Linked DNA regions of Mus musculus: all the other regions are linked to region 1. The links are chromatin contacts, called in public HiCAR-type and promoter capture Hi-C maps. All regions are on one chromosome and are shown on one strand. The core of a region is the stretch at or near the end of the contact, and the rest is flanking DNA. Distances in the headings are between cores, read along the strand shown. Region 1 holds the start of Gpr155 (G protein-coupled receptor 155). Region 2 holds the start of Hat1 (histone aminotransferase 1). Region 3 holds the start of Metap1d (methionyl aminopeptidase type 1D (mitochondrial)). Region 4 holds the start of Dlx2 (distal-less homeobox 2). Region 5 holds the start of Itga6 (integrin alpha 6). Region 6 holds the start of Pdk1 (pyruvate dehydrogenase kinase, isoenzyme 1). Region 7 holds the start of Rapgef4 (Rap guanine nucleotide exchange factor (GEF) 4).

Evidence for each region. Promoter capture Hi-C pulls out the DNA fragments that hold promoters and counts their contacts. HiCAR-type assays count read pairs that join an accessible place to other places.
Region 2: a promoter capture Hi-C map of liver shows a contact between it and region 1, with 2.9 times the contacts expected there. The contact joins the promoter of Hat1 here to the promoter of Gpr155 in region 1. A contact is called at or near these places in 3 of 39 promoter capture datasets (hippocampal neurons, liver and pre-B cells) and 1 of 9 other capture datasets (liver).
Region 3: a contact with region 1 is called in a HiCAR-type map of astrocytes, with 2.4 times the contacts expected there. The contact joins the promoter of Metap1d here to the promoter of Gpr155 in region 1. A contact is called at or near these places in 1 of 115 datasets of contacts at active chromatin or transcription factors (astrocytes) and 1 of 9 other capture datasets (adipose tissue).
Region 4: a HiCAR-type map of kidney shows a contact between it and region 1, with 5 times the contacts expected there. The contact joins the promoter of Dlx2 here to the promoter of Gpr155 in region 1. A contact is called at or near these places in 4 of 39 promoter capture datasets (hippocampal neurons, liver and pre-B cells), 2 of 115 datasets of contacts at active chromatin or transcription factors (embryonic forebrain and kidney) and 2 of 9 other capture datasets (adipose tissue and embryonic stem cells).
Region 5: a contact with region 1 is called in a promoter capture Hi-C map of pre-B cells, with 5 times the contacts expected there. The contact joins the promoter of Itga6 here to the promoter of Gpr155 in region 1. A contact is called at or near these places in 3 of 39 promoter capture datasets (the C10 cell line, liver and pre-B cells), 1 of 484 Hi-C or Micro-C datasets (embryonic stem cells) and 1 of 115 datasets of contacts at active chromatin or transcription factors (astrocytes).
Region 6: a contact with region 1 is called in a HiCAR-type map of astrocytes, with 4 times the contacts expected there. The contact joins the promoter of Pdk1 here to the promoter of Gpr155 in region 1. A contact is called at or near these places in 6 of 39 promoter capture datasets (the HPC-7 cell line, hippocampal neurons, liver and 2 more), 1 of 484 Hi-C or Micro-C datasets (pre-B cells) and 2 of 115 datasets of contacts at active chromatin or transcription factors (astrocytes and embryonic forebrain).
Region 7: a contact with region 1 is called in a promoter capture Hi-C map of hippocampal neurons, with 6 times the contacts expected there. The contact joins the promoter of Rapgef4 here to the promoter of Gpr155 in region 1. A contact is called at or near these places in 5 of 39 promoter capture datasets (the HPC-7 cell line, cranial neural crest, embryonic stem cells and 2 more) and 1 of 115 datasets of contacts at active chromatin or transcription factors (astrocytes).

Annotation. Positions count from the first base shown.
Region 1 is chr2:73,384,468-73,388,263 of GRCm38.p6, reverse strand. It overlaps Gpr155 (G protein-coupled receptor 155), which reads left to right and starts at 1,784. Exons shown (of 17, transcript NM_001190297.2): 1 at 1,784-1,999. Gm13707 (a long non-coding RNA gene) reads right to left here and starts at 1,414. Exons shown (of 9, transcript XR_866430.3): 1 at 908-1,414.
Region 2 is chr2:71,387,544-71,391,339 of GRCm38.p6, reverse strand. It overlaps Hat1 (histone aminotransferase 1), which reads right to left and starts at 2,080. Exons shown (of 11, transcript NM_026115.4): 1 at 2,036-2,080; 2 at 1,342-1,437. The coding sequence starts at 2,042.
Region 3 is chr2:71,451,174-71,454,969 of GRCm38.p6, reverse strand. It overlaps Metap1d (methionyl aminopeptidase type 1D (mitochondrial)), which reads right to left and starts at 1,632. Exons shown (of 10, transcript NM_025633.3): 1 at 1,572-1,632. The coding sequence starts at 1,611.
Region 4 is chr2:71,544,669-71,548,464 of GRCm38.p6, reverse strand. Dlx2 (distal-less homeobox 2) reads left to right here and starts at 1,711. Exons shown (of 3, transcript NM_010054.2): 1 at 1,711-2,481; 2 at 2,897-3,081; 3 at 3,541-3,796. The coding sequence starts at 2,073.
Region 5 is chr2:71,784,759-71,788,554 of GRCm38.p6, reverse strand. Itga6 (integrin alpha 6) reads right to left here and starts at 1,616. Exons shown (of 26, transcript NM_008397.4): 1 at 1,235-1,616. The coding sequence starts at 1,416.
Region 6 is chr2:71,871,301-71,875,096 of GRCm38.p6, reverse strand. It overlaps Pdk1 (pyruvate dehydrogenase kinase, isoenzyme 1), which reads right to left and starts at 1,873. Exons shown (of 11, transcript NM_172665.5): 1 at 1,532-1,873. The coding sequence starts at 1,727.
Region 7 is chr2:71,979,578-71,983,373 of GRCm38.p6, reverse strand. Rapgef4 (Rap guanine nucleotide exchange factor (GEF) 4) reads right to left here and starts at 2,159. Exons shown (of 31, transcript NM_001204165.1): 1 at 2,023-2,159. The coding sequence starts at 2,087.

The DNA.
Region 1 (3,796 bases), core at 535-3,034:
CTTCTTTCTCCTTATTTTAGTGGATGAGAACAAACTTAATGTTCCCCACCTCCTCTTCTTTACCTCTCTCAGCTGTCCGGCTCTACAGTTCTTCTGTAACACCCCTCAAACTTACTCCATTTGTACTACCATTAGCCCAGAGTAGGTTATTTCCTTGTCTTGGCTAGTCCCAAAGTCACCATACTGTCCTTTCTGCCTTTCATCTCTCCACTTATCCTGGGAAGGCTTCCAGATCATAAGGCACAAAATCCACTGACATGTTCCAGTGTGGGGAAATTGTACCAATCTTACTGTGCTGTCAGAGGATAAACTAAGCTAAGCTAACACAAGGAACTCCTACAGGTTGGCCTTAACTTTCCTTTCTAGGCCTGTCTTTCAATAATCCTTTAAAAGTCAAAGTTCACTAAATATTTAGTTTGACTAATGTTCATAGTTTCAAGGCAGGAATCCATTTAGCCTTGAGATAACAGATGTATTGTTTTTTTTTTTTTTTTTTTTTTTGCAGTTAGGTTAATAGTTAAAAGTGAGAAAGACAAAAAATGAACCAAAAGGGAGTAAGCTACATTTTAAAAAATAGTTTCAATTCTGCTCACCTTTCCTTAGGCTTCATATCCTTAAGCCAGCTCTTGGCTTTTCTTTTCTTTTTTTTTCCCATTTTTTATTACATATTTTCTTTATTTACATTTCAAATTTTATCCCCTTTCCTCATTTTCCCTCGGAACCCCCTTCCCCCATCCCATCTCCCTTCCCGGCTTTTATTTTCTTAGTAAACCATATAGTAACTTAATTTAAAGGTGCAAATAGTACTGTACTTTGTACTAAAACTGCACAGATTAATAGGACATAGTAGTGGCCAGACAAAACAGTAAAATTTGCAAAGCAAGATTTCTTTTTAAGAAATACTTACAAAATCACTGAGATCAGGCTTTAAATTAGAAATATTTTTTGTTTCAGAAAATGTCTTCATTTTCACACGTTGACTTCGAGAAGCCCCAGTAGACTTCCGAGAATACTAGGAGATTCCTGTCTGTAAACTAAGAGCATACAGCCAGAGTTCCTCCACAACAGAAAAAGAAGCAGTCGCTGCTGGCAATGTATTCTAAATCAAGCACACAACTAAAGCTTATATTTTAATCTCTTTTGATTTAGGAAGGTCAAGATCATGCTAGCTTGGGAAAGGTAGAAGGCAGGGTTTGAACTCACATCCTTGCATTTATAACTCTATACTATGCAATGACGAGGCTAACCAGGAGAGGAATTGACAGGATTACTGGAAGCTGAGGTTAACCGAAATGATGACAGGCCTTCCTGAGTCTGAGCAGAGGCGGAGGAAACCAATACTGCCAATCCCCACCCGGCCGCCATCTTGTGGGAAGAGAAAAGCCGGAAGTACAGCTACGGGAGACCGGCGGCCAAGTGGCTTTGGCGGAGGCGAAGCATAAGGGCAGGGACTGGGCTGTGTGGCCTCGGGCACCGGGGGTGGAGCGGTGTCGCTTGTCCTTGGGGGCGGGGCCTAAAGGCGAGGTGGAGACCCGCATTCGGGCCTTCTGGCTAGGGGCGGGGCCTTGGGGTGGAGCCCCAGGGCGGAGTGCAGTGTAGCACTGGAGCTTAGGGGTGTGGCCTGACGGCGGGGTGGAGATTTGAAACGCGGACCTCCATGCTGGAGGCGGGGCCTTGGGCGGGGCGGGGCCATGTCCTGAGCTTGGGGGCGGGGCCTCACGGCAGAATGGAGACCGGCTTCTCTGACCTCCAGGCCAGGGGCGGAGCCTGAAGGCGGGGCGGAGGCGGGGAGGAGGCACCGGGCTGCAGACGCCTAAGGTAGCTGACAGGACCGCAGCGGCTCACCCCTCCCTTTCTCGGAACGTGGTTGGGCATCTGCCGCTGGCACACGCCGCTACAAGAGGGTTCGGGGCGGGAGATGACGGCGGTGTGCTCGCTGCTTGGCCCTCTGTGAGCATCGGCTTCCTTCTCCTTGCAGCCGGAGCTGCAGACCTAGCAGGTGAGATGAGCCCCAGTTGCGTTTGCAATGGCCCCTGCCCCTGGGGTCCGGACCAGTGGGCAGCGCCAGGCTGCCCTGGCGCCTCGGCTAGCTGCTGCGCCTGTCCGCCTCTGCTCCACAGAGCCTGCGCCTGAAACCTGCGGGAACACTGGAGATGGTCTGCTCACAAGGGACGACTTGTCCCCTCTGGTGCCAGAGCTGCGGTCCCCAGGGTGCGAAGCACCCCGTTGCACGTGTGCTCACATTGTCATCTCGGACTTTTTACTTTAGCCCAAGGTGGCCTTCGTGTCTGCCCCTCCTGAGCACCTCGGGATCTTTGCGCCAAATTTTCTCCCATACTTCTTTACGGAGCACCTGACGTTGTGACTCCCATGCCCTGGCTTTCCACTTCCACGGGTGTCAGCTGCCCTCGGTATCATCTATTTGGTCAGGGACTCTGCACTCCTTATCTTGGCGGGCCAAAGTCTGATCCTGCAGATTGACAAGGGAAAAGGCAGTGACTGGAGTGCCTGTTGATGTTGAAGAGTGCTTTTTATAGTGCTGCAAGGCATTAGGCTTTTCTCCTGTCTAAAGGATAGGAGTGTTTGAGAAGAGAACAGCCTCAGTTTAAAGCTTTTTCTTTCAAGTCAGTACTGCAGCACATTTGAACTTAATAGCATTTAACCTACAATTTCAGTGCTTTGGTCATGTTATCTAAGTCAGATGTAATGCGACTAGATGGTTTGTATACTTCGTTTTCTAGTGTCTGGCCCAGTGAATTGGCTTTTCCAGTGATAGGACAACTTGTTTGTTCTGCAACAAGTCTTGTTTTTGTAGTTTAAAGGACTGGATGACATTTTTAAAACTTCCTTTGTTGTGGTTCTTGTTAATCTTAAAATGTGCATAAGAAGCGGTTTTTCGTTTTGTTTTGTTTTCATGTTTAAAATGGTATGAGATAAAACTTCAGAGTTATTTTTAGTTTTTTTTTTTCTCCCTTCCTTATTTTGAGACAGCTGCTAATTTAAGTCCTGGCTGGCTTTTCTTTGTAGCTGGGCTTGAACCCATGGTCTTCCTGCCTCTGCCTCACTAGTGCTGTGATTACAGGTGTGTGACATTATGTCAGACTAGAAGTCATTTTAACTTTCATTTGCCTCGGGAACTGTTTATAACACTGGAAAAATTGAAAGGGGGAAAAGGACAGATTACTTTTAAAAAGTTTCATTTAATTTTCAGTTAATTGGAAGTTGAACCTGGAAGTTGTTAAACCTCTTGGCCATCACCTTCACTGTCAATAGCCACTTAAGATCAAACTCAATTCAACTCTTAATTGCTGGGTATGAAACAGAGGCTGGTAACTTCATAACACATTCTAAACTCGTAACTTTGTGGAATATCTAGTATGTCTACTATTGAGGATCTTTAATATTAGGCATGTTTGTATAGCTACTTGTGACAATGAATGCTGTTTACCTTGTTACCGTTTTAATCATTATCATTAGGTCTGCAGTCTCTCTACCCACCTCTCTTACCCACTTTGGTTTATTCTGTGTACGCTGTCTGTTTTTTGAGACATCGTCTCAATGCAGCCCCGGTTGCTTTTGAACTTGTATTGCTCCTATTTCTGTCTCTCAGGACTGGGTTCCTAGCATGGGGCACCATACTTGGCATTAGAACTATTGCTCCCATTTCATGAAGACCTCCTCTGTGATGAGCTGTGCACAGTACATCCTTTCCATATAGTGTTTCGCTAAGGAGTTTTCCCACTCGTTTCACAGTTAAGGAAACTGACTCAGGGAGGCAAAGTAATTGACCCAAAGA
Region 2 (3,796 bases), core at 831-3,330, 2.0 Mb after region 1:
ACTTTATCTGTTTACCAACTGCTTTATGAGTTGTTTACACTTTTTGGCTATTGTAAATAACTCACTTTTAAGTATTCATGTATAAATGAACATCTTCACTTCCCTTGAACAGACACCTAATAAAAGGGCTGGCTCACGTAGCTAATTTATGTTTGTTTTTTTTTTTAAACTAGGGCTGGTGAGATGGCTCAGTTGATAAGAGCACCCGACTGCTCTTCCGAAGGTCCGGAGTTCAAATCCCAGCAACCACATGGTGACTCACAACCATCTGTAACAAGATCTGACGCCCTCTTCTGGAGTGTCTGAAGACAGCTACAGTGTACTTACATATAATAAATAAATAAATCTTTAAAAAAAAAAAAAAAAGAGCACTGGTCTCTTCCAGAGGTCCTGAGTTCAATTCCCAGCAAACACATGGTGGGAATCTGATGTCCTCTTCTGGTATTCATGAAGATAGAGAAAGCACTTATGAACATAAAATACATTTAAATTTTTTTTCCAAACCAAAGTTGTTATATCATTTTAGATATAATACCAGCAACCCATGAATTTCCACATCCTAACCAACAGCTGTTATTATCATATTTGCAATTTTTTTTAAAAAGATTTATTTATTATATCTAAGTACACTGTAGCTGTCTTCAGACACACCAGAAGAGGGCATCCGATCTCATCATAGATGTTTGTGAGTCACCATGTAGTTTCTAGGATTTGAACTCAAGACCTCCGGAAGAACAGTCAGTGCTCTTACCAGTCCTGCTCCCTGGGGCCTGAAGATTGATTGATTGAATGATTATATGTAAGTACGAGCACCAGAAGAGAGCATCAGATCTCATTACAGATGGTTGTAAGCCACCATGTGGTTGCTGGGATTTGAACTCAGGACCTCTGGAAAAACAGTCAATGATCTTAACAGCTGAGCCATCTCTCCATCCCCCATTTGCAATTTTTTCCCCCGAGACAGGGTTTCTCTGTATAGCTCTGGCTGTCCTAGAACTCACTCTGTAGACCAAGGCTGGCCTCGAACTCAGAAATCCGCCTGCCTCTGCCTCCCAAGTGCTGGGATTAAAGGCATGCGGCACCACTGCCTGGTGTATTTGCAATTTTTAAGATGAGATCACATATACTTTCTGCCACACTATCTTTCACTTTCTTATCACTATCTTTCCCCTACCCCTTCTACCGCATGAACTTAGAGAACTGCCTAAAATCTCCATGTCCAGTCAACGCAGAAAGTACCTGTTACGTAATCGTCTTAACCTCAAGCTGTGTTTCCTATTTTAAAGGCTCTGTTAAATACAGGGCTGCACACACAGAACTCCTCTGAAAGGAAATACGCACCTAGTTTCAGCTCGATTGCTGTGTTGGTGTTACACTTGTACTCTGCTAGTTTCTTCTCCACGGCACTCTTATACTCCACCAGAAATTTCTCCAAGGCTAGAAACGAATAAAGCACAGCAAGAGGATTCTACTACACACAGCACAGAAGTTCCATTCTAAGTGACAAGTTGGGCAGTGTAAAAACGACTTTCTCAAAGGACATCTAAAAAAACAATGATCTCAGGAATCCTGAAGGGTTATGAGACCCTGAGTGTGCCCTGAACCAGGGCAGGGCAGCAGCACCGCGCTCGCTCAGAAGTTGGCTGGGAGGGAGGTGGGCAGGGCCCTGGAGAGGATCAGCTGGCGGGAACTGGACCTAATGGGTTACATTAGGGCGACAGTGAGCAAAGGGGAACGAGGGGGTGAAAGGCTCCGAGGCAGACCGCGCTCCACCAGACCAAACTGAGCGCCTTGCCTGAGCTCAAGGCCCGGGAGGCCCACGGGAGGCGCCGAGCGTCAGCACCGGGGGCGGTGGCGCCGAGCGCGGCCCACCGGGAGCCAGTCCCCGACCCTCAGTGCCTCGCGGAAGGGAGAGGCCTTCTGGAACCTCTGCTAGAGCCCGAAAGTTCCAGGCGGCCACTGTCACGGCCGCCTCAACGTTCTTCCCCAGAAGCACCCGCCTCCTCCCCTTGCTAAACTTTTCCCGGGAACTTACCCGCCATTTCCGAGCTCCGAGCGCCCGCAGCTGAGGAAGGACAAATCAACCCGCGCGCTCCCGGGCCGGAAGTGACCGCAAGGACTTACGCGTTTCCCCCGCCCATCCTCGGCGAGCCACGAACCAATGAGAGGGAGAAGGTCCAGGCGCGCGGCGGCGGAAGTGCCTCAGGAGGCGGGGCTAGCACCGTGAGAAGGCGCCCGCGGTTGCCTAGCCACCGCACGTGAGGATGCCCTCACCCCATGTCTTCGGCGTCCCAGCCTGTGCGGCTTGCTGGCCACTAGAGACTTGCTTAGAAATTAATGTGAATTCTCAAACAGCTTAAGGCGATTGTCCTTCCCATCTTTTGGCCCGAACGCAAGTTTTTCTGTGGGGGTTTCATTTCGAAGTTTTTAAACTTTTTGATTCAACTTTGCCATAACCCATTTTAAAAGGTTCCTCTGAATTTTATTCGTATTTTGGAGCTGGGTGACCAATTCAGAGTCATACTTATGGTAGACATAAGGCTCTGCCACTAACCCATTATAGACTTTCTTTGTGCTCCCAAATTGAAAAATAGTGCCATATTAAAGAACTCAGGGACCCAAAATGGAAGACTCCCGAAAGCTGTGCTCTGATTACATGCTAGCGTGCACAACTATTAAAAGTAAAATTTAGAAATATACCTGCTTTTGCTCTTAAGTTTTCTGGACAACCATTTAGCTCACTAAAAGTGGTTACTAACACTACCTCAAGTGGCTTGATTTAGTTGGACTTGTATGAGGTCCTAGTGGCTTGAACTAATCATAGGATACTACCCATTTTTAATCATGGGCCTTATTATTTAGTTGCTTTTGGATTTTTTTTTTTCTCCCAGAGGATAATTTGCTATTTACCTCTACGATGGTATTCAAATACCAGACTCCCTGGTGTCAACACATTTGCTGATACGCTTTAAAATGATGCATGCCGTATGGAAAGTTGATCTTTGGTATATCGGGTCTCTCTAGAAAAGAAGGAACCAATGGAATGAACATATATTAAAAGATGACTTACCACCTTGGCTTATGTGGTACACTTGGAGAGGCCAGACAGTGGTTGTCTCACAGCAAATGCTGAAAACCTGGTGGTCAGTCCTCAAAGCTAGGAGCCTCAGCCCAATCTGCCTGTGAAGACCTGAGGGACTCCTGGAGAACTGTTGGGTCTCTGCCTAGCAAGGTTCTAATACCAGCGCTTGAGAAGGCTAGGCTGACTCCATGACAGGCTTCAAATTGGCAGTTAAGGAGGTTAGGCCTAAATCTCTTACCAAGACCTGGGCAAGTCCAGGCAAGTCCAGGCCTCCGAAGCCGGCCCGCCACCTGTCTGGCCACCTGTCTGGCCCGAGGCAAGGACAATGGGTCAGCAGCAGTTTCCAGGCCTCCCCCAACAAGTTTACAGCCTCTCTACCCCGGCAATGGAATGTCAGTAGAGATGGACCCAACAGATTATCATAGAGGTCACCTACCCCAGAACTCCCTAATGTGCTTTAAATCAGGCCTCTGAGCTCACTTGGGTGTCTCTCTACCTGGGTCATGGGAGACCCAGCTTGCTAGACTTCTGCAGAATTCAACACTCTTTGTGGTTACATACTATTGGAGTCCAGGGTGACATCCTTCAGCAAATCATGGACCCTTACACACCAAAAAGGTCAATGAACTCTCCAGTGAGAATGAAGGTTAAGGAGGCAAGTTAGCAAAGCTTTCTTTCTGCCTTTTACCTGGGCCATTACCAGAAGGTGCTGCT
Region 3 (3,796 bases), core at 383-2,882, 1.9 Mb after region 1:
TCTTTGTTCCTTCCTTCCTTCCTTTTTTTCTTTCTTTCTCCTCTTATGGAGCAGGGGAACCCCAAACCAAGGCTTATGGGTGCTAACCACTGAGCTATACTCCCTAGGCACAGTTTTCAGAGATACATAGGCAAAAGAATCTACAAATAAAGTGATATACCTAGGACATCCTTTAAAATAATACCATCGTGGGAGGCACTGTGGCTGGGGTGGAGAAGTGAGTGTCTCTACACACATGATTTGTGAGCAGACAATGTGTATGCAGAGTTTGCCGCTCTGTTGTGTGTTTGAAATTTCTCCTATGAAGAACATTTCAAAGGCTAAAAAAAGAAAATCTAATCTTCACATGAACAAGTTGTATTAAATGTACAAGATCATTCAAGTGATGAGAAGTTCTGGGTACACACAGAATGACCAGAGTCATCTTTGCCAAAAACCTCTAAGATATGTAGCACTATATTTTGAGTGCTTTGGAAAATATGGGCATTTCATAAAAACTGAATATTTTATTTCACAAAGCCGTGAATCGTGTATGTCATTCTCTGTATGTATTATATTAGATACACATATACACACAAATATAACTACACAAATATATGAGTATCTGATTTCACAAAGGGGGGGCTGTATTGAGCTAAACTGGGCTGGTGAGATGGTTCAGTGGGTAAAGCCTGAACCAAGCCTCATGGTCTGAAAAACAGATAATGGGAGAACTCCCACAAGTTCTCCTATGACCCTGTGACCTTTGTATGCACACCTTGGCACCTGTTTGAGCATACACCAGACAAACAAATATATGTAATTTTAATGTCCTACAACTTGCTTTTTCCAAATATTCCAAATAATATATTTTTGTGGACACCATTCCATGTCAACGTCAAACTTTTTTACACACCCTTAGATACACACAAATAAGTTGGTATCTGACTTCACAAAAGGGGATTGTATTAAGTTAAGCTGGACTGGTGAGATGGCTCGGAAGGTATATAATACGTGCTGAGTATTGCTCTGAAAATATTTACCTCCTAAAACCGTTCCTATGTGCCTGGCACTTAAATTGTATCTAAAGTCGTTGGTGTTCCTTTTTTTTTTTTTCGTCCTTCTTGAACCTATTTTTGAGTTCTTGCTAGCAAAGAATCCGAACCTAGTACTAATTCAACAACGATTCGCCGGAAACGCATCTGTTTGGAATGCCCCTGACATCGTTAGCTCTCCTAAGTCATCATGACTGTCATCACCTTTTACAAGTTTCTCAAAAAGGCATGCCAATCCAACAGCTCTAAACCGAGTGTTCCGGCGCATTTCACCGTCGTCGCTGGTAGATACGTCTGCAACACTAACCACACAAGTAAAGAGAGGGAAGAAAACTTCAGGTAACGACCCACAAATCTCAAGAACTAAGCACTCAAGCAACATGGTAAGAAGAGGACAAACGTGTGTCTGTTTCTGCAGCGTGCCAACGTGTATGGTATACGCGGGTCCGACTGAAAGTACGCACGTGCGTACCAAGCCCACGCGCGGACGTGTCTCTGGGCGCGTAGCCCTGGAGCGGTCGTATGCCGATCGCTTACCTCCACGGACGAGCAGGGGGACGCCGATGGGCGCCGCCATGTTGGCTCCGGTCACGTGGCCAAGAGAGCCTCGCAGCTCCGCCCACTGGAGTAGCCGCGCTCTCAAAGCCCAGAAGCGCTGAAGCAGTGGGAGGCGAGTGCGCGCGCGCGCGTGAGCTGGCTTGCAGGAGCCCGGGCTAGCGAGTGCCTCTGGTGTCGAGGCCAGCAGCTCCGTCTGCGGCCAGCTCGCTTCCACCAGGAGAGGCTGGCTCCGGCCGCAGTTCTCTCTCTGAGCTTCCAGACCCATCAGGGATGGAAGAAAGTCGTCATGTAAGTGTAGCCTCCAGTATTTATAGAATCACCATTTTGGTGCATGGATACGTGAAGTTGGGCGAGAGGAAAAAAAAAACAAACAAACAAACACAATTTAGTGTGCAACAAAGCACTTTCATCGCCTTTCATTCGGTTACAAATCATTTCCAGGCAACTAGTTGAAAAAGTTGGATCAGTTTGATCAGCTTCCCTTTGCAATGTTAGAATATTAATTACTCAGCAGAGACTCCAGAATAGAATAGTTGGGACACCTATGTGGCCCTGTGGGTATCTTCACAGGATTTCTCCTTCCCTGATGACACTTCCTGCTTGGCAGTATTAACTGCTGTTATCCCTAAATTAGATATTTAAAGAATGACGCATGTCAGCTTGCATAGCCCCTATGTCAAGGCAAGTGAGGCAGCCGCTGTACCTTCGATGATACTGTTGCCCGATTTCACCAGGTTCTGTGCCTCTTGCCCTTGTTTTGCGGTGGAGTCCAGACGCTCATGGACCAGGTGTTATCCATCTTGGTAGCTTCCTGTGCTCAACACAGACCATGATACCCCAAGATGTGTATGGTGAAAGAACCCAAACTGTAGTGTAGCAGTTTCTGGACTTTGAATGCAGTCGAGATCGATAAGGATTCCTTGTGAATATGTGGATGTCTTCTCATTGATTTTAAAGAATCCACATGCGGGCTGGAGAGATGGCTCGGCGGTTAAGAACACTTAGGACTCTTCCTGAGTTCAATTCCCAGCAACCACATGGTGGCTCACAACCATCTTTAATAGAACCTGATGCCCTCCTCTTGTGTGTCTGAAGATAGCTACACTGTACTACATATATAAAATAAAAAATAAAAGAGTCCACATGCTCAACTGGCACACCTTTAACCTCAGGAGGCAGAGTTCAACTCATCACAAACCTCAAATCGGAGAACACTTAATCCAAGGGTATTCTTTTTGTTTGAGAATATCATACACACATAGAATGTGTTTTTGTCTAATACACTCCCAGCACCACCACGCGCCCCCATCCTTCTCCTCCAACTCCTGCTCATCCCTTCCACCACATTTCCCTTTCAACTTCATGTGCTTTTATTTTAACACACTGAGTCCATCTACTGCCAGTATGCACATGAATGTAGGGCCATCTACTGGAGCACGGGGATCCTTTCAGGGGCAGAAACCCTGGAGAAAACTGACCACCCTCATCCCCTCAGTAGCTCTGTCAATTGTCAGCTATGAATGGGACTTTGTGTCCTTGTCCCAATCTATGTTGAGATCTCGGCTAGCTAGGTCTTGTGCGTGTAGTGACAGCCATTATGAATCCATGTGTGCCTTGGTCCTGTTTCATCCAGAAAACACTTCCACAGAGGTCACCCTGTACCTCTGGCCCTTAGAATCTTTTCATAGCTCCCCTCTTAGGAGATCATCCCCTGAACCTTGGAGTTAGGGAATGTGTGTGTGTGTGTGTGTGTGTGTGTGTGTGTGTATGTGTGTATGTGTGTGTGTGTGTGTGTGTGTGTGTATGTGTGTATGTGTGTGTGTGTTTGTGTGTGTGTGTGTATGTGTGTGTGTGTGTGTGTGTGTGTGTGTGAGAGAGAGAGAGAGAGAGAGAGAGAGACAGACAGACAGACAGACAGAGAGACAGAGAGAGGGTATAGATAGAGATAGATAAAGAGATAGATATTGATCTAGATAGAGATATATCTCCCATTTAGGGATGAGCACAGTCTATTAATCTTGCACATTGGCCAGTTGTCAGTCTTTATATTAATCTCCATCTACTTCAAAAAGAAGTTTCTCTCAGGAAGATTAAGAAACACACAGATGTATGGGTATAAAGATAAGACCTTAGGGTGCAGCTCAATACCATGTCCATTTAGGAGAGTCAACATGGTGGTTCACCACCTCCATGGGTACTAGGAA
Region 4 (3,796 bases), core at 462-2,961, 1.8 Mb after region 1:
AGGGAGGGTCTGGTCTGGTGCAGGCGAGTCCCACCAGGGAGCGTTTCTAATAAAACTCATTCTTCCCCATTCTCTAGGCCTTCCTTAGCCAAGTGGCTGAGAACTAAATCCAGGCAGACTGGAAGGCGCATTACCTGCCTCATTATTCCGCTGTGTGAATGCTGGAGTTTTAATTACACACTTGCTTTTTCTGGGGAAGACCAAAGATCGTATTTTTTAAAGTATCAACTTGTTTTCCATTAGGCAGTTGTTGTAACAAGTTCTTTCAGTGACATGTTATGTCTTTAGGAAGGGATGCTTCAGATGGCGCGCACTAGCACAATTTTGTGGCTTTTAATTACTATTTTGTTCTTTTGGGGGGTTTCAGAGGCTGGCGCCTGGGCGTGATTAGACTGTCTACCAGGCCTGTAACAACCTCCTACACTGTCCACCAGGTGGCGCCACAAAGCAGGCGCTACCGCAATCTTCAAACTTGAGAGTCCATCACTGCGCTGAGTCCATCCATCACCCTTCTTTTGAAAATCCCAACCACCAGAGAGGGGAACTCATCACTTGGAAAAGAAAGAAAGAAAGAAAGAAAGAAAGAAAGAAAGAAAGAAAGAAAGAAAGAAAGAAAGAAAGAAAGAAAGAAAGAAAGAAAGAAAGAAAGAGAGAGAGAGAGAGAGAGAGAGGAAGGAAGGAAGGAAGAAAGAAAGAAAGAAAGAAAGAAAGAAAGAAAGAAAGAAAGAAAGAAAGAAAGAAAGAAAGAAAGAAGAAAAATAAAAATAAAGAAAGAAACCTAGAGAAAGAAATTACAACAGTGGAGTAAGATCCTAGAACACGAAAATGTAAAATAAAGTAGACAAAATAAAACTTCTTATATTTATTGTTTATATCAAGAAAACGTGTGATAATGAATCTTGATAAATCTCTAATATTACTTCAGTATCTCTTTTTTTTTTTCATTCCCCTTTTCATAAAAACACCAATGCAAACGACTTTGAAGGCTGTCTAGTCTGGCCTACCTTTCCCAAGGAGGGAACCTCAGAATCAGTTTCCAGCTAGTGGCTCAGATGTGCGTCATTACTAGAGACCTTTATGTGTATGAGGAAAAGTGATTTCAAATACATTACTAGTAATAATACCTTTGGGCTTATAGAGCTCTTCTCTCAAGCAAAAAGGAAAAACGTTAAACATTATCCAATTAATTGTCGTAATATCTCTGTGGGTAGTTTGGGAAGCATAGGTTATTATACGCGGTTTATGGATAATTTAAATCAATTGCCCGTCAGGTGCAAAGTGGCTGACAAGAGTAGTGCGAGCCAGGCACCTCGAGGAAAAGTATCTGGAGAAAAAGGAGACAGAGCTGGCTCGGCCCTCTTCCTGGCTTTATTTGATTAAGGCGAAGTTGGACAAGAGATGTAAATCGTTAGACTTGGCTCTTGAAAGCAGAGTAAGGTGGGAGACCCCATTTCTTTCCCGGAGCCTTATGTCCTGTTGCGGGCCATCCCGCACCCTATCCAGCTCCAGATCGGGTACCCACTTTCTGCAGTGCTTGTACACGCACCCACCGCGGCCGCCTTGCCCGCCACGTGACACGCGGGTCCCGGGGCCGCCCGGTCGCGGACTCCCGGCGCCCCGCGGCTCATTCCTTCTGATTGGCTGTTGCTAGGTGACGTTGCCCGCGGTCACGTGATAAGTGTTAAATGCCCACCCTGCAGGAGCCTGCCCGGCAGACAATCGTAAAGCTGCTCGGGGGTCGCTCACCTGCTCCCGCCTCCTGGAGCCCCTACCGGGTCTGACCGCTCTTGCCCCCTCCATTGCCCGCCCCCCGCCCGAGCCGGGCCAGGAGCCGAGAGGTCCGAGAGGCCCGGGAAGGATGCGGCCAGCAGCTGCGGTCCCGAGCCACGCACGGTGATCGCCTCCTCCAGGGGAGGAGGCGCCTAGACCGTAGCCTCATTTCTTGTTTTCCTCTCCCTCCCCCTCCCCGTAATTACATTGGTTGCTGGAAGGGACCCGGAGAGATAGACAGAGGAGGCGCCTCGCATCCCCCTCTCGCCCGCCACCCGTGCTCTTTCCTGTCCCGGGTCAGGATGACTGGAGTCTTTGACAGTCTGGTGGCTGATATGCACTCGACCCAGATCACCGCCTCCAGCACGTACCACCAGCACCAGCAGCCCCCGAGCGGTGCGGGCGCCGGCCCTGGCGGCAACAGCAACAGCAGCAGCAGCAACAGCAGCCTGCACAAGCCCCAGGAGTCGCCAACCCTCCCGGTGTCCACGGCTACGGACAGCAGCTACTACACCAACCAGCAGCACCCGGCGGGCGGCGGCGGCGGGGGGGCCTCGCCCTACGCGCACATGGGCTCCTACCAGTACCACGCCAGCGGCCTCAACAATGTCTCCTACTCCGCCAAAAGCAGCTACGACCTGGGCTACACCGCCGCGTACACCTCCTACGCGCCCTACGGCACCAGTTCGTCTCCGGTCAACAACGAGCCGGGTAAGCATCGCAAGCATCTAGGGTGCCCAAGTCACGGGGAGGGACCGGGTAAGCATGGGGTGGGGGGCAGTCCGGAGCTCTAGCCTTGCACTCTGTGCATCTCTTGCTCCCGCCCTGAACTCTGCCCAATCTCCAACTGCACGCGAATCGCAGTTTCTGCCTCTCCACGCTCCGGGGGACAGAGTCGGTGGGCGGTTGGGCCAGTTGGCATGCTGTGGGTAGCGCATAGCTTTGCTGCCCGCCTCTTCTTTCTCTCTTGCACAGCTCCCCCGGGTCCCTTGCAGGGTTCCGTGGCCAGGCCAGTCGGCGCGTGCTGAAGTTGGGAAGGCCTCCTCAAGTCTCTAAAGGCCTCCGCTCCGAACTTTAGGACCGCGGGGTTGGACGGTGGGTGCTCACCACTCACTTTTCGTTGCAGACAAGGAAGACCTTGAGCCTGAAATCCGAATAGTGAACGGGAAGCCAAAGAAAGTCCGGAAACCACGCACCATCTACTCCAGTTTCCAGCTGGCGGCCCTTCAACGACGCTTCCAGAAGACCCAGTATCTGGCCCTGCCAGAGCGAGCCGAGCTGGCGGCGTCCCTGGGCCTCACCCAAACTCAGGTGAGCAAGGTGGGAGATGGCCTGCTTTCTCTAGGAAGCGGGCACGTCCGGAACAACTTTTCAAAAGTATATTTTCACCTGTGCTTTTTTATTCCGGGCAAAGTAAACTTCTAGGCCCAATGCTTAAAACAAACAAACAAACAAAATAAGAAATTTTTTTCAAAGGGGGCAGCCGCATGGGAGGAAAGAAAATGACCCGGGTGGACAGAAATCCCACACTACAACGCCTTTCCACTCGCTGCTGCTAAAGCGGGTTCCATAACTGACCTGACACCGCACTACCCAGAACCTTGGTCACATACTTAGAGCTCATCCATCAGCATTTTGAGATCCCCCCAATGTAGCTAGAAGCAGCGGAGGCCCAGAGCCCAGGTCTGCTCGCCCGCCGTCTCCACTCCACCAACCTCCTGCCCAGGTTCCTGTACTAAAGCTCAGGGCTTTTCCTTTTTTTCTACAAAGGTCAAAATCTGGTTCCAGAACCGCCGATCCAAGTTCAAGAAGATGTGGAAAAGCGGCGAGATACCCACCGAGCAGCACCCTGGAGCCAGCGCTTCTCCTCCTTGTGCCTCCCCGCCGGTCTCGGCGCCAGCATCCTGGGACTTCGGCGCGCCGCAGCGGATGGCTGGCGGCGGCCCGGGCAGCGGAGGCGGCGGTGCGGGCAGCTCTGGCTCCAGCCCGAGCAGCGCCGCCTCGGCCTTTCTGGGAAACTACCCGT
Region 5 (3,796 bases), core at 367-2,866, 1.6 Mb after region 1:
CTGCAGAGTCAGACCCCCTCCCTGCCCGGGACTATCCCACCCACAATAGACTTCTGCTTCACCTAGCAGGTGGTATCAGAAAAATCTGACCTTAAGATTTTGAAGTCCACAATATGCACAAACCCCAAAGTTGTTAAATATCCGAAAAGGGAGTTTTCTCCAGTTTAAAATAATTCTGGCCTCTCCTTTCCCCTTGGCTGCACTCTGTTCTCTCCGGTCTGCTGGTCCTGGAAGGACCTGGGTTCAACTCAAGACCTGGGCGGGGAGGAGGACCTTTTGTTGTGGGAATGAGCATGGATCAAGAATTTAACCCCACTGCGACTGGGCGACTAAGCTCCAGAAAATCTTCCCCAATCAAAGAACTGGGTCATGTGGGAGCCAACACTGTTTAAAAGGCAGAGCCAGTCGCTTTCTCCTGGAAGAAACACTTGGGAGGATGACTGTCACTTCCGAACCTTCTTTTCTAAGTCCCTCCTAGAAGGGGCACTTTGCTCTAACTCCTCCGTGAGGCCCACCCAGCACTGGGGCCGGAGGATCCTTGAGTGCTGCTGATCTATCAGGGAGCTGGGAGGGGGAGCTAGCACACCGACTCGAAGAAGCCTGTTTTCACAGCTGAGCTAGTCCTGAGGAACAGGTGCTTTTTAAGAAGCATGTTAAAGTATCTCCTGCAGGAGAGCCCACTCTGCAGGGAAAGTCATACGGGACAGCGAAAAGTGGCTTCCCAACTTCCACGCGGCGCGCGAACGAGGGAGGGGACCGGACGGTCGGAGAGTTGGAGAAAGGCCTGCATTTCCCTGGAAGACTTCCCGCAACCCTGTGTCCCATCACTGTCCCTAGTGCACACGTGAAGCTCAGCAAAGCGTGCCACCTGCCGGGGTCCCTGCAAACTAAGCCCGAAGTGGAGAACCGCGGAAAGCACTTCAGGGGAGGGGGAAAGTCAAGTATCCCGGGGCCGGGCCCGGGGTTTGTCCCTTCGGCTCTCCTCACTCCCGGGAGGCGCCGTGTGCAGGGCGCGGCGGGCCCGGATCTCTCAAGTCTTGGGCCGAAGAAGTGCGAGCGGGCAGGGCAGGGCAGGGCAGGGCAAGGTAGGGAAGGCCAGGGCAGAGCAGAGCCGAGCTGGGCTAGCCCACGGATAGGCTCTGGGCACGCGGGACGGGCGGCAGCAGGGCGCGCCCTCGTTCTCCCTGGCGCAGCGCGGCGCCCCGGTGGGGATGGGAAGAGTCGGGGAACTCACAGCCGCTTGTCCTCCGGCTGCAACTGCCAGTGCATGGCGAGCGAGAAGCCGAAGAGGCTCCCGGGATCCCCCGATTTCCGGATCACGTTGTCCTCGCGGGTGTCCAGGTTGAAGGCTGTACCCAGCCGGGCTAGAAGCCCCGCGGACAGGTAGAGCAGGCACAACTGGCCCGCGACCGCCATGGGCGCGCGCGGTGGGAGGGACCCGCGGAGCTGCTGCGGCCTCTGTGCGCGCGGGCTCGGGGCCGGGGCCGGGCTGCCTGGCGCGCCGCTGCGGCCACTTGGCCTCGGTCGCCCCTGCGCGCGGCCCCACCCCCGGCCGGCTCACGCTCACTGTGCGGCCGCTCCCCCACGCCCGCAGCTAGCTGCTGCTCAATGAGCCCGTTGTTCTCTGGAGACTCTCAAGCGTTTTATCGAGTGACCGGGACTCCGGCCCCGCCCCGCCCCGCCCCGCCCCTCCCGAGGCCCCGCCCGCCACACGCACCTTCCCTGCCGGCCCCGCCCCGCAGCGGCGCACCCGCCGCAGCCCTCCCACCTTCCCGCCACCTGCCCGGAAGCGTCCCGGAGCTTGGCAAGACTAGCCAGGCTTTTTTTCTACCTGTCACTGAACTGCGGGCCTCATAGGGCTGACTTGCAAAGACATCCGTTCTCCAAGGGTTCAAGACGCGCCTAAGTATGCCCAGCTCTTGGGGTTGGCTTGATGTTGCATACTCGCTGGCTCCCCAGGGACCCAAACGTCGAAAACGTTGCTGTGCTACTTAAAAACACACTGTTTCATTCAGGCCTAGGAAGCGGGCTTCTCTGTGCTGATGAGTTTTGGTTTTTTTTTTAAAAAAAAAAAAAAGAAAGAAAGAAAAGAAAAGAAAAGAAAAGAAAAGAAAAGAAAAGAAAAGAAAAAAGTCAACTCAGATTTTTGTGGGAAGATCTCTAGGTAGGGAACACTGAGTCCTTCTATCTTGGGCCCTGGAGTTTAGCTATTGTCCCCTTTTCTTACCCTAAGTTTCCTAGTCTAGTTAGAACTGCATAGATAGAGACAGCTAGAGGTCCGTGTGGGTGGCTTGAAGGCTTGAGTCTCGCGGGCATAGGGTGGGGCTTTCCAGCGAGGTGTTGGCTTTTGAGGCATGTTTATTTTAGGATAGAAAAACTTGCTTCAGGGACGCTCAGAACTTGGTTGAGAACAAACAATATACATTTTAGTGAACCATTTTTTATTATCCTCTGACATTTAGATTAGCATGTTTTCTCTTATGAATGTAGACAGTAAACCACAAAGGCAGGAGACTGTACCAACAACCCAATTATCAGTAGAAAATACTGTTTTATCCAGAAAAGTTGGTTGTTGCAGATGTTTCAAATTACAGTTGTTATTAGGTAGCTACTCTGCTAGATCTCGATGTATGTCAATAAAGAAGCAATTTATTACTATAGAAAAAAATGTTAACATTTTGACATATGTTAATATAATCGATTTTCTTCTTAAAAACATGTATGTTGTGCATAGGGTCTTGGTTTTCAGTAACTTACTGAACGGGCCTTGTTCTACCCTGTCTCCTATCGATGTAATTTAATATTTTAACCAAAAGCCACCTGAGGAGAAAAGAGTTTGTTTTATCTTACATTTCCAGATAATAGAACTCAGGACGGGAACCTGGAGCAGAGACCATGGATAAAAACTGCTTAGTGGTGTGCTCCCTCTAGTTGTGTTGAGCCAACTCTCTATACAAGTCAGGACCAACTGCCCAGAGCTGGGTAACAATCACAGTGGGCTGTACACTCCTGATGCTGGAAAGGGCCTTTCCATGGAACCTAACAGGCATGCATAGGAAATAGAAGCAGGGTGCAGTCCCAAGGGAGACCCAAAGCGTCCTTCTACATCTGTACCAAGAGAACAGCTGGAGCTACTCAGAGAAGCTATGTGAATATCACGTGTGGTCTTCACAGGTGGCAGCAGCTGCCAGAGTGAGTCCCCAGCAGATGTGCCACTTCCCAAACAACTAGTAATCTCACATCTTGCCCTGGGTGAGGTATAATGGATCTAAATGCACACGAGATCTTGAAGATCACACGGTTTGAACAAGCGCTTCTGAAGGACATTGAGAAACTGTTAGAAATGACTGTCTAGTGAGGTAGAAAATATCAGCAGTGTGATTTTTAGTGGGTGTCACTCACAACCGTTTTCTTCTTTCATGTATGGCAACCACTATCCCTGAAAGACAGGTCCAATTGATGATGGTTGGACATAAGGAACCTCAAGGTCATTGTTACCTTCTTGATTTCAATCCTCAAGTTGACATTTAAACATTTAATCGCAAGGTAGTTCTCAGCCAGGAGCCAGTGATGTAGCTGCCATGTTGCTGAAATACTTCTGAACTGGTTAAGAAAGCTGTGCTGAACAGCCAAACCCTGCGCATATGTCCCAGATCCATCAGATTCCACTCAAGTCCAAGCCCTGTACTGCAACTGCTCCCTCTGACCAGTCATGCTCAAGTCCTATTAGCCAATGGCCATTCTGAACATCCCTCCTCCTCCTAAGACTAATTCTAGGCTGTGGAGAACCCGTCAT
Region 6 (3,796 bases), core at 624-3,123, 1.5 Mb after region 1:
AGGGCCTGTGAAGAGAACTGGGAAAGGCCAATTCTATATACCCCACTGCTGCTGCCTTTAGAAATTCTGACTCCTGCTGGGAAGTAATGGCTGGAATCTTTAATCCCAGAACTTGGGAGACAGAAGAACGAGGAACTCTCTGATTTCAAAGCCAGCCTGATCCACAGAGTGAGTTCCAGGACACCAAAGCTACAGAGAAACCTTGTCTCGAAAAACCAAAAAAAGAAGAAAAAAAAAAAAAAAAAGGAAAAGAAAGAAATCCTGACTCTCGACTTTTGAGTAAATTCTGACCCAAGTCATTGACTAGACACAAATACTAACCACCAGAACAAATACCACCAGAACACAGTCAGTACAGAGGTTTTCAGGCAACAGAAGGCAAAGACCATCAACACAGTATCACCAACCATCAAGTGGAACCAGCTCAGTTGTCTGATTCCTGAGACCATCACCTCCCCCTTCCTCCACTCTTGAATCCAGATGTTTGGCAGAAGAGTTGATAAGTGTCCCTCCCCTGGCAAGCACCTTCACTTGAACTAAAAAAGTCACATTTCAGCAATCCATTTGAAACTAAGTGGACCTCGCAGATGGAACCTTAGCAGAAAACTATCTTGTCAACAGTAGCAGTATTATTAAGGAAAGCATCTTGCCAAAGTTTAATAGCGTATTCATGAACAAGGTGAACATTGCTACACCACAGTACAGGCATTCACAAATAAAAGCAAAACACACACACAAAACGGGGGCCTTTCATAGTCCCTTACTAAAGAAACACAAGGAAAAGCACCTGTCACTTCAAACCACAATTTTAAGATAAAGTACCTACCCCCACCACTAATCTCTCGTGCGTGCTAACCATGTTATAACCTGGCAGCACGACACAGAAGATAACTTTTTCTACTCCAGAACTTTCGGATTTCAATGTTAAGAGTTTATTCTAAGCATTTCCCTTTCCGCCTCATTACTCCTGATGAGAAGCCAAAAGTCAAAGGCCTAATTCTGCAGTTCTGCAATCTGTTACACACAGACAAGACCATGCACTTTACACGTGCTTGAGACTGGCTGCTGTTGAAACGAATTTGCTCTCGGTGAAAACACTGGCGAGGAAAGCACTGGGCCAGTAGTAACTTGTTTTCCAGCCATCACGCCACTCCAAACGATCGCCACTGTGCTGGCACCGATCTCGCCTCTGCAGAACACCACCCTCGAAGCAGTTTGAGCCCTGGCCTTGAACCTGAGCAAGGCATCCCCAAAGACACCAGGTCCCCAAGCGCGCACCTACGCACGTGCGCGGAAGGCTGCAGCCGCGGGCCCCCTGCTTTGTTTTTTTGGGTTTGTAGTTTTTTTTTTTTTTTTAAACACACTATAGTCGCACGTCCCTGTTACGTGCCCGGCCTTCCAGCGCCCGCTCCCTCCGAGGAGGAAGGAAGCACCTAAGACGCAGGGGGGGCGACACGAGGGAGGAGGAGGGGTGCGCCTGGGAGGACGGGGCCCGTGCACAGAGGCCCGACGGCCCAGCGGCCGCCCTCACCGAAGTCCAGGAACTGCTTCATGGAGAGTGGCGACGGCGAGAAGCGCGCATAGAAGTCCACCTGGCCCGGAACGCCAAGCTCCGACGCCGGCCCGGAACCCGAGGCCGAGGCCGAGGCCAGGCTACGGCTGGCGCAGGGGACGGCGCAGAGCGGCCTGACGCTCGTGCCGCCCCGCAGCAGCCTTGCCAGCCTCATACCGAGCCCCGCCGGAGGAGCCGGAGCTCCGGGCGCCAACCTGCGGCTGTATGCCGCTGCCCGGGCGCTACGTGCGGGACGTGGCTGGCCGCGGGGGCGGGGAGCTGCTGTCAGCGCTGCGGCCACCGCCCCCTCGCTGGAACCACGCCCCCGTAGGCGGAGCACGGACAGCACGGAGGAGGGCGAAAGGCTGCGCTAGCCACCGCCCCTGGTTAAAGACACGCCCATGTAGGCGGGGCCCTGGGAGGACGGAGGCGGGGAAAGAAAAAAAAAAAGGGAGCGCTGCTGAGCTTTGTGGGGTGTGGTGCAGCTGAAACCACCCGGAGCGAGTGGCCGCCGTGGGAGCCCGGCTTAAACGATCCAGCTTGCGCTGTGTTGCACCCCTTTGCACCCTTTCGTACTTCCTCCGCCCTCCCAGTCTCAGCGGAAAAGCTCTAGGCTGTGCGAGATCGTTGGCAATGAGCCTGTTCTCATTGCCCTTGGATCATGCAAGCCCTTGATTTGCAGGTGCAGCCGAACAGTGGTACAAGAGTTGAACTTGGGGGTGTGGCTCTAAAGAATTCCACAGCAACGAAAGTCCCGGGAAGAGCGCGTTGAAACACTTTATGCAAGCAATATTGCCACAGTACTTAAAGACTACTCGCTCTTTTTCTGTTAACTCATCTTAGAGTTACAATGTGCCTGCTCCATCTTTTCAATGTATAGAGATAGTGAATGTAGAATTAGAACATATTTAATATCTAACCCCACGAAAATCACGTCTGTCTTCTGAACACTGTAAAGTCCCCATCCAACTACCCTAACATTTGCTGTGTCTTAGGTGCAAGAAAACTATCCTGCCACGTGTGAAGTTTATCAATTATGTAGAATACACACCGAATAACACTTCATAGCTCCATGCTGGTCGCTTTTGGGTTTTGTTTTGGTTTTGTTTATGTTTTATGAGACAGGGTTTCTCTGTATAGCCGTGACTGTCCTGGAACTCGCTCTGTAGACCATGCTGGCCTCGAACCCAGAAATCCACCTGCCTCTGCCTCCCAAGTGCTGGAATTAAAGGCATGCGCCACCACTGCCCCGCTCGCTATTGGGTTTTGAAAAAACACAAATCATGAAGTCTGGGATGTAGCTCATATCCAAAGCCCTGCGTTTCATCCCCAGCACAAGGAAAGAAAAAACAAAAGCAACCCCCCCCACCCCACCCCCCCACATTGTGTTGGCCCAGGTTTATAATTTCAGCGATCTGCAAGTGGAAGCAGCAATGTGGGAGGTGAGAATTCTAAGGTCATCCGAAATCATGCCAGCCTGTTATTCTGACTCCTATCTGAAAACAAAGAAACAAATACCTGCCCACCCTCCCCCAACATACACAGAAAAACAGAAATTAGATCAGAGTCCCTTTAAAGAAAGCTGTTATTCTGTATCCAACAAACTGTGTGTAGCACAAAGCGGGGATATTGTCCGCATGGAAACAAAAGCAAGTGGTTTTGATTCTAGAGAAAGAAAAATTGTTTTTCCTCAAGTATCCAGTAGAAATTGTGGTCTCCTCTTGGGGTTCTTAGTCTCATTTAGAAAAGAGTTTAAGAATAGACTAAAGTGGAAGCTCAAGGATAATTTTATTAAAGTTTAAAAGAAGAAAAAAAAAACCTCCAAGGTAAACAAGCTGTGCATCTCAGCAGCTGCCTGGAGGAGGAGAATGGGGTAAAGAAAGAAAACAAACAAACAAACAAACAAAAAAGCACAAACCAACGAAAAGACCTATGCTGCTCCAGTTACTGGCATGGAGGTCAGATGGAGGTCTGCCACAGGGTGGGAAGGGGGGCCTTAGAGAAAAGGGTAAGGAAGCCCAAAGTATCAGAAAAAGCAGCATCAAAGAGGGAGGGGGTAAAGGGAGGGAGGAAAAAAGGGAAAATTGTGCCTTTCTGACTCCAACCCAGTACCTCATGGTGGTTTATAGGAACAGTGTTGGGGAAGGAGGAATTCTGGGAAGGAAAAGTACAATATCTCATTAAAGGACAAAATATTTCTTCTACCTATTTAGGATAGCTGAAGGCGAGTTTGCTTTCCTAGCA
Region 7 (3,796 bases), core at 910-3,409, 1.4 Mb after region 1:
GACAGTTCTCATCCTCACTCCCAGCCTTCATTCTCTCTTTTAAAAATTTAACAGACTACATTCAAAATCGCAACTTCAAAATCGGCCTCTCCTACTGGCTTGCCATGAAACAGCCCCTCCTAAATGGCTCTTCTGAGGAATTCTGGGATCGAGGCCACAGAATAGACAAGAAGGTCTTCACACTGTGGAAATAAAACATATACAGGGTACTTCCTAGCTTCCAAAGCACTAGGAAGCTTTTTCCTCCCTTCTGCTGGGGGTGAGCCAAGGACACTCAGTTTTCAAACTCAGGAAGTAAAAGAGATGAGGTACAAGCTCAGAGCGGGTGGGGGCTCTGAGCCTAAACATCCGCAGCTTATCGATCTGTCCACTCGCCTGCAGGTCAGGAACTTGAGGCTCAAGAAAAGGAGGGCCTTTTTGTAGTGTTTTGTTTGTTTGTTTGTTTTGGGTTTTGTTTGTTTTGTGTGTGTTTTTGTGGGGTTTTTTGGTTTTGTTTCATTTTTGAGGTTTTTTTGCCCACTATGAATAGTGGCATTAAACTGTGGTGCCATGTTCTAGAAATCCATGCCGAATACAATCTTACAAGCAGAAGCACAGGGATAGACGTCCTGGCCACTCCGCTCACACCGCCGCTGCCCCATGACTTCGCCCTAAGTATTCACTGACGAAAGGATCTCCAATGGATTACTGACTGTTTGCTATGCAGCTCTGCAAAGAGAAGTATGTTGCTTACTACCCAAAATTATCACTCACGGGAAGCACTATTTATAGGTTAAGTGCAAGCGCCTGATTATCTCTTGTTTTATAATTCACTTTTCCTAAAGTATTAAATTTAGATTACTGATCACATTAGCAAGCTCTTGGCTTAAATGTGCCTTTAATTCCTCCACAGAATTCTGTATGACTTAACCATCTCTTCAATTGTCTTACTGTTTACTGCATATAATTTCTCTAATATTAGAACATACCATTTTAGTCAGAAATGGGGCAATGCCTGCCAAAAATATTCTTGCTACTGTGTAGTAACTAAAAATCGAGAATGTTTATCACATTAAGTTATTCAAATGAGTTCATTTAGCTCTTTTCAGTTAGTTAATATCTTTCCATCAAAGGCCTACAATAGTGGAACAGGCACAGCCGGCCACTCTTCAGATCCTCAAGTTTGATCCGGTCACAAATCTGTTCATTGAAAAATTTTCAATATGGCAGAGCACAAAATAATTCCCACAAATGCAATTCGGATATCATGCAGATTGCTGAAGGATGTGAATCACTGGCCTTTGGCACCAAACTCTGGGACTCAGAGGCTGGTCACGCTGCAAGGCGTTTGCTTGTTTCTTTCAAAGTTCAGATGCATCACCTTTCTCCTTAGGGTAATAAACTATAATTGCTAACATACTGTGTAATGTTTACTGTTAAATTTGCAATCTGGACAAACAGAAAATTCCACCGACAGAGCCTAGAAACAACTGCAGTGTGTTGTCACCCACGGCACCTTCATCAGAGGCTGGCGAGAGCCAGCACTCTCTGCGGTTTAAATTTCTCTTTAGAGTGAGGGTCTTTTCTGCAGAAGATTAAGACGCCTCCGGTGACCTTCCTAACACAGACCTTGAGAGAGCGCCCGCGGGAAGAGGGCTGTGGATTTCAGCAAGGGACTTGACAGCTCCACTGAGTCCCTAACACTTGGTTTTCCGGAAACAAAAAAGGTGACTGCACCTGCATGAATACCCCCCTTCTCCCCGCCCCTCCTGGAAACTTAAATGACATTCTCCCTGAGGGTCTGGACAGCCTGAAGCTCGCATGTATGTACCCTCCCTGGTCTTAGTGCCCATTGGAAACCACCCACCCACCCACCCATGAATGGAGCGTGGAGTCGCAGCGGGGCGGAAGGGGACCAGGGCAGGCTGGCACCTTGTCCCCCACGGCGCCGCATTCTGTTCCCGGCACGTGGAATGCTCTCCCGCAGGTGGCACCCCACGAGTGGACCCCCGCGACCCAGATCCCGCACCCCACCCCACGTACCTTTTATCCAGGCAGGCGATCCACTCGGCCGAGGACTGAGAGTGTGCAGCGTGCGCAGCGACCATGTTGGGCAGCAGCGCGCGGTGGCCCCGGGCCGCGGCCACCTCCCGCGCGCCTCCCGGCGGGCTCCCGCGGCCTGCGGGGCGGGGACCGAGGGGCGGGCCAGGCGCGAGGCCCGCGCTGCACTGCGGCGCCCGCGTGGGAGCCCAGCCGCCCCGCCCGCCCGCCAGGAGCGGCGACCCCACGACACCTGCGGCAGGTGCCCCGCTCCGCCAGGCCCGCGTCTACCCTCACCTCGGGGGAGGGAAGAAGGGGGAGTTCTGCTGCGATGCCACCCGGTTGCGCGTGGGGAGGGGATGTCAGACTCTATATATTTTTCGTACAGCAAATGCCACTAAAATGGCTGCTGCCTCTCCGTTTCCTTAGAAACCCATTAGTCCTCCTCGGTGGCTGTCAAAACTTGCTAGCTGATCCCAGCTCACCTTTACAGTCTGCTGTTTAAATTGGGATGAGAGAGGGCAGGGCTGGGAAGGCTTGCGATGAGGTGGGGGTGGGGGACATCATGGTCTCTTGATGTGGACCCCAAAGGATAAATGATTCGGAAGGTTGAGGGGCGTTGGGGGCTGGGAAAAACAGAGACAGTCTGAAGCAAAGGACCCAGGAGACCAGAGGATTAAAAGGGGGTGCAAACTGAAGTCACTGGCCTTGAACCTCAGACTTACTTGGACTCCATGTCCCAACCACGACAAAAAGAAGCAATTAAGAATGGGATATCCCTGAGACCCATGCAGAACTAAGGTTTCAGGCCTGGAAGCCAAGTTCCTGGGCACTCCATGAACTTGGGTGGTTAGCCTCTACTCTCCCACAGCCTTCCTCTTCCCAGGTTCAGTGCGGAGGGTGGCCACAGCTGCCTGTCTTCCTGTAGGTGTTCACTGTAAGTGTTATGCCTAGAAGTCGTTCAGTTATACCCTGCCAAAAAATAAAAAAATAAAAAGAAATAAATTTACATGGACCGTTGTTCAGGAATTTGGGGACAAGTTAAATCTGTTGGACTCCTATCAAGCGCTGTTTCGATATTTGTGACATACACTTAGGAATAGGCATGGGTGGAACGGAACAGGGCTTTATCCTCGATCATTTGCTACTGTCCCTACACACACCGCCCATTTAGGGCCGATGCAGGGAGACTGGGGAGCAGGAAACAGCCTGTGCCTTCTGGGATGCTTTGATTCTCTTACAACAACCTTGACCTTAAATCTCTCCAGAAAAATTTTCCATTTCCCCATGTTCAATAGACAGGATCTGGTTTCAGACCCACAACCAAGTGTTTTCAGCAGAAACTCCCTGTTCTGGGCTTGTCCCTCAGCTGAGTTTCATTCCGTTAATCTCTATTATTTACCATAAATATCTCTTAACATATTATACCACATAAAGACTTCCAAAGGTGTCATCTTATATGGTGTGAAGGAGACATGTCTTCTAAATATTTTTTGTTTATAAAGGTATCTGAGCTATTGGGACATTTCAAGGTTACTGAACGCTTGCTCCAAATGCCTCAGAGAATACTTAGAGGTGAGGAGCCAGAGGAATAAAAGACAATATATCACCTGTCATCATTCTCATTTAGTCTGGGGGTCAGTCTGAGAGGCAGGGACAGAGGGACGAGAAGACTCCACAAGGGACACTAAAGAAAAATGGAACAAAATAGTGCAAATTCTATTTTGAGGGAGACTATTAACTAGCAAAGGAGGACACTTAGGGGCTGCTTGTCATG